2 separate regions of the Neogale vison genome follow, and region 2 is linked to region 1. Evidence: chromatin contacts called from public Hi-C data. All regions are on one chromosome and are shown on one strand. The core of a region is the stretch at or near the end of the contact, and the rest is flanking DNA. Distances in the headings are between cores, read along the strand shown.

Region 1 (3,024 bases), core at 498-2,997:
GAGCTGAAATCAAGAGTTGGATACCCAAACAACTGAGCCACCCACGTGTCTCTTAGCCATTATTAAGGATACAGTTTCGGTAGTATTAATTCACATTTTTTGTGCAACCAAGCTCCAGAACTCTTACCACCTTGCAAAATTGACAAATATTTCTTTTTTTTTTTAATAAGATTTCATTTATTTGGGGCGCCTGGGTGGCTCAGTGGGTTAAAGCCTCTGCTTTCGGCTCAGGTCATGATCTCAGGGTCCTGGGATCAAGCTCTGCATCAGCCTCTCTGCTCAGTGGGGAGCCTGCTTCCTCCTCTCTCTGCCTGCCTCTCTGCCTACTTGTGATCTCTCTCTGTCAAATAAATAAATAAAATCTTTAAAAAAAAGATTTCATTTATTTATTTGACAACGATCACAAGTAGGCAGAGAGGCAGGCAGACAGAGAGGGGAATGCAGGCTCTCCACTGAGCAGAGAGCCCAATGTGGGGTTCAATTCCAGGATCCTGGGATCATGACCAGAGCCTAAGGTAGAGGCTTTAACCTACTGAGCCACCCAGGTGCCCAGAAATATTTCTTTTTAAATAATAAGACCACAAAAATATACTTGAAAAACTAGGTGAATATTTATATAATGCTGAGATGCTGAGTGACTTTTCAAACATTGTACCAAAGTCTGAAACCATAAAGATTTGGATATAAAGAAATGTGAAACTTCCATTTCAAAATATCATGAAAATAAAAACAAATGAAAAAATGGGGTAAATTCTTGAAGAAGTATGTGACAAAGGATTAACAGCTTTTATATGTAAAAAGTGATTTCAAATCAATAGGAAAAAACTTTCAATAAGAAAACTGATGGTGGAAATGAACCATTAATAAAAGAAGGAATACAAAAGATGAGCTGCATAAGTAGTCAATGAAAATGAATTAAAAGAGCAATTAAATTAATATTTCTTACTATCGGACTGACAAAAAATGAATAAGAATATTATCCAATCCTAGCAGGATTAATAGGAATGTGAGCCTTGTTAGTCACCATTGCCTAGAATGAAATTGATAATGCCTTCCTGGAAATCAATGCAGACTGTGTCAAAAATGTACAAATGTGTGCTTTGTTACTCAATAATTACAACTTCCAGGAGCATATTCTAACGAAAATAGTAGACAATTGTGCACATATGTGTGTGGTATTATTACTGATAATAGTGAATGGCTTTAAAAATATATATCCAGTCATAGGGTATTGATTAAACTATCCTACAGAGGACTACTGTCATTACAAATTAGATATTAACTAACATGAAATTACGATGTATTGTTAAGTGGAAAAACACAGGTCACCAACCACATCTTACATAATACAGGTATGTATTTTTCTCAAATACATACATATATTTGCTTGGGTGCGTTTTAGTTTGGAAAAACATATACCAAAATGTGAATGGCCATTCTCTTTAGCCTATAGGATTCTGTTTCATTCTTTTATCTCTGTTACTGTTCTGTCTATTTATTCTCTCCCCGCTCAAAAAACATCTATTACTTCCATGATAATGTTAATTTGTCGATAAGAAATAAAGAAGTGGCGTGCTTCTAAAGTGCCTGTCCAAGCATAAAAGTAACCATGCTCCGAACAAGCACGCAGGCTCACAGGTTCCAGCGAGGGTTCCCACGTGCGATTCTGGTCGGGGAGGTCAGCGTCCGCGGCCGCCTCCGATCCAGCCCCTTTTAGGCACCTCCGAGGCCACCCCAGGCGGCCCGCGGGTCCTCGCGGGGGGCGGAGCACGCCAGCCCGGAAGAGACGCCGCGCCGCGTCGCGCATGCCCTTTCCTTTCCAGCTCCGGCCCCGGACGTAGCAGCCGCCGAGGTGCGTTTCTCCGCGGTCCAATTTCCATCGGTGTCCATCCTGGTTTTCCAGCTGTCGTAGTCGCCGCTTGTCCCCGGCGTCGGGACGGGGGAGCCACTGTGGCTCCCCCGCGCGCCCATTTCTGGATAGATGGGCCGGGGGCGCACTTCGCGGGGGGCGGTGGGGAGCTGGTAGAAGATTGGCGGCCGGTTGGCGGAGGTCGAGGCGGGGAGGATTGAAACCCTGGTGCCGCGGCGACTCTTTTGGCGAGGTTAGGGAGACTGCGGCCCCCTTGCCCGCCTTTGTTTCGATACGGAGTCCCTCATCCCTGACCGCCTCCTGGTCTGGTCCTGGAGCTCTGGTTTGGGGGAAAGAGTGGTAGGGGATGAGGGTGCGAAGGCCTTGGCCCTTTGGTTTGGGGTCAGCGGCCTGTCACGAAGGGAGGGCTCCCCTCCAGGCCCACCCTGCGTCCTTGCCCCTGGAAGTATTCCGCGCTAGGTACAGTTGCTGGTGTTAACCCAAATAGTCCGGGAATACAAGGTTTGCTGCCCCCCGCCCCTACGTTATATTTCTGTGGGTGTGAGAGTAAAGTCTGTAGCGAGCAGTTACCCTACTCCTGTTTTGCTCAAACATCATGGCAAGTTTTTCCTCCAGGGTGTTTGAGAGGTGGAGGAGGGTAGCCAGTTTTGCAGGGTTTGAAGCTCTCTCTGCATGTTTATCACGGTGTGGTTTGAGGTACCCGCCCTTTGGACTGGGATTCCCTGGGGATCGTTCTGGGGTCCTGAACTTGGTTGCTGGGCCCTGGCTTCATTGCTCAGAAATGTTCTGATGATATGCTTCCTTCCAGATGTTGATGCCCAAGAAGAACCGAATTGCCATTTATGAACTCCTTTTCAAGGAGGGAGTGATGGTGGCCAAGAAGGATGTCCACATGCCCAAACACCCTGAGTTGGCAGACAAGAACGTTCCCAATCTTCACGTCATGAAGGCCATGCAGGTAGCCTGGGGGCTGCTTGAGTGGGGTGCAGATGGAGGGATTTTCCACTAAATGTTCGAGGCACATTCCAAGGAGAGGTCAGGACAGCCAGAGCTGCTTGCTGCCTTGAAGGGCGCTGAGGTAGATACACCATGAAAACTCGTCTATGCAATTTAGCTTCCTTTTGCGCCAAGCTTCTCGATTGAAGCCTCTGGTT
Region 2 (3,038 bases), core at 235-2,734, 170 kb after region 1:
TCCACCAGGGAAGGTAGCCCCTTCCCTCTGCCTCAGTTCTGACGGAAGCTTGGGATGAGTGGTCTCCTTAATCTTCAGGCTCAAAAGTCTGAGAACAGCAGGGATCCACCCGTAGCCTCTGGATCCAGGCATTTCTGTCATTCCTTTCCCCTTATCTCTGATTTCCTACCTGTCAGACGATGGTGTCTGAAGGCAAGAGGCCAGAGTTCCCAACAGCCCTCTGGTTCTAGGCTGGTCTATGCAGAGGCATCCAACCTCCTTTTGGAAGGGCCCAAGGAAACAGACCAGACCAGACCAAGTGGCTCAACCATGTCCAAGCCATTGGTTATTTCTGGCAAGAATGAGGTGATCTAGGTTATCCCTTTAACTCCAGTAGCACCCAAGGACCCTGGAGCGCCTCAGCCTGGTTCAGGTCCCACATCTTTTATGTTTCTGGGTGGCTTCCATCACCTGCCAGTCTGGAGCTTTGATAACCGTGTGTGATTTGGGGGGAAAGGTGGGAAGGTCTGGGTACAAAGCTACACACACGTACTTGAAGTAATTGTAGATTCACATGCAGTTGTAAGAAATAAGACACCCCCTTTGCGCTTTGCCTAGCTTCCTCCAATGTTGACATAGCGGGGTATCACAACCAGGATGCGAACATTGGTACAATCCATCAGTCCATCTATGGTGTGTGCCACTGTAATGCTAGACCACTAAAGGTTCCAAATTTACCTACTTAAGTTGCTTGTGGCCCGGGGGTACTGCACCCCGCTACTCCATCAGTGCCCCTGCAAACAGGACGGAGGTTAGTGAGGGATTTTAACAGGGCCTAGTATGTCCTGGACTCCTCATCCACGCGATCGCTTAATCCTCACCAGAACCTGTTTCCAAGACGTTAAGACTGAGGTGCGGAGAAGGGTGGAGGGTGAGTGGGTCTGGCAGGAGCTAACCCAGGCTTGCCTACTCTATCTACCCTCTGAGCACAACCCCGTGGGCCCCTGGGGGCACTAGGAGGCCTGGAAGGCTCCGCAACCACTAATGGAGTCCGTGGAGGCCCCGAGCAGGGTCCCAGCGGCGGAGGGAGCTGCTAGTCGCCGCACGCCGGGACTAAGCTTCAGGGTGTGGCCTGGCCCGACACCTGGGTTCCACCCGGGAGGACGAGGAAGCAACGCCGGGCCGCAGTCCGCAACCAGAGATCCCCCGCGCGGGCGCCCGGCCGGTGTCCGCCCCGGGGAACGCCGGGAAGCTGCCCCGCCCCTCCCCGCGCGCTCTTCTACCCCCGCTGCGCGGCGCTCGCCTGCCCCCTACTGCCGCGGGGTGGGCCCTGCAACCCCGGCCCTCCCCGCCTTCGCCCCGCGCACCCCCCAGCTCCGGATTGGCCGCTCCAGAAGTCTCCCGGCCAGCAGCCTTCCGCCACTGGATTGGCTGCACCCCGGGGCTGAGGCCCCGCCCATTTCCCCGGGTCCTTTGATCACGCGCCTGCCGGCTCTTCCGGGGCCTGGGAGCCAACCGAGGGCGTTCCTGTCCGGGCTGCTGCGGCGGGAGGTAAGGCATGCTCGGGTTGGATGGGCTGCAGAGCGCCGGCGCGGGTCCACGTCTCGGGGTGCCGCGATTCCGGGATGTCCGGGCTCTACCTGCAGCCCCCCAAACTCCCTTCCCCGGCCTGAGGCGCCCAGCGTCGTGGGAACTATACCTCCCACTCGGCGATGCTGGTCCGCATCCTGGGAGCGGCCCGACATCCGCCCCACCTCGGCAGGTCCCTTCGACCGTGGGACGGCGTGCATGCGACCGTGCAAGCTCGGTGCCCCCACGGACACCGGGACAGGTAGTTCATACCTTGTCCCCCAGTGGAGACCCAAGCGAAGCGGGGTCGGGGACTTTGGGGTCTGCGTACAGGAGCCCCTCGGCAGTCTCCTTGCATCTGTCGATGGGAGCTGACCCTCTCACCTCCGCCTGTCAGCCCACGCTAAAAGAGGGGAGGGACCTGGGCGGAGCCCCGGCTGGGGACCAGAGGTAGGTGACATCACCTCGCAGATACCTGCCCACTCGTGTCCGCCCTGGCACGATCACAGTGGAGGAGAGGCTGTCCTGGCTGTATGTCCGCACTCACACCAGGGACAAGGAGGGCACAGAGAAGGCCTGTAGCCTAAGTGGGGGTATTGGACCAGGATTGGGGCAGGCTCCTTCTGATGCTCCTGCCTCACACGGAGGCCCTACAGCGCAGGACCCTCATATATCTGTCAAATCTCCCCCTTTTGCTCCACTGGACAGGTGCTGGCCGCCCAGTGTCCCCAGAGGTTAGAATAGGAGCTCCGAACGTAGATCTAAGCTTTTCCCAGGAGATGGTGCCAGTGTTTGGCCAGCACCAGAGCTGGGCCCCACCCTGGCTTGGGGACAGGAACCGGGCAGCACTTGGCCTCCCCTTGGTGCCCTCCACACCCAGGATTTCCCTGGAGTCACTGGAGGGTTAAGCCCAGCACACTGACCTGGAGGACCCCTCGTCCCAGGGCCTGACCTAAGTTTTGATATATCACCAGCTCTTGGAAAGGGATCCAGAGCTTGGCTGGCACCCTGGGCCAAACGAATCACCTCCCTTTCTCCTCCGCAGGGAGCCTGGTGGAGGCGCCCTCCCGAGGCCCCACTGCCCATGCTGGCGACCCAGCCCTCCAGCTGCCGATGTCATGAGTAACACTACAGTGCCCAATGCCCCCCAGGCCAACAGCGACTCCATGGTGGGCTACGTGTTGGGGCCTTTCTTCCTCATCACCCTGGTCGGGGTGGTGGTGGTTGTGGTAAGGAGCCCCCACGGACACACATACACACACACACACTTTGGCTGGGAGTGGGGGTGGTGGGGCTGGTGAACCTGCACCACTCATCTCCACTGTCCTGCTGTGATGGGTGAAGGGGTAGAGGTGGGTCTCTCATGGGCCGTCCTGGGCTCAGCAGCCTGCACAGCGCTGTGTCTCTGTTACAGGTAATGTATGTCCAGAAGAAAAAGCGGTGAGTGTCCCTGTCCCCAGTGTTACTTCCCCTGCATTTGGCTCATAAGT

What was found. Hi-C and Micro-C count contacts between places; a contact is called where the count stands out from the background.
Region 2: a Hi-C map of muscle shows a contact between it and region 1, with 5 times the contacts expected there. The contact joins the promoter of SMIM29 here to the promoter of RPS10 in region 1. A contact is called at or near these places in 2 of 3 Hi-C or Micro-C datasets (fibroblasts and muscle).

The regions. Positions count from the first base shown.
Region 1 is chr1:118,250,512-118,253,535 of ASM_NN_V1, forward strand. RPS10 (40S ribosomal protein S10) reads left to right here and starts at 1,748. Exons shown (of 6, transcript XM_044255058.1): 1 at 1,748-1,852; 2 at 2,679-2,828. The coding sequence starts at 2,679.
Region 2 is chr1:118,419,095-118,422,132 of ASM_NN_V1, forward strand. SMIM29 (small integral membrane protein 29) reads left to right here and starts at 1,485. Exons shown (of 5, transcript XM_044255081.1): 1 at 1,485-1,530; 2 at 2,594-2,777; 3 at 2,963-2,988. The coding sequence starts at 2,667.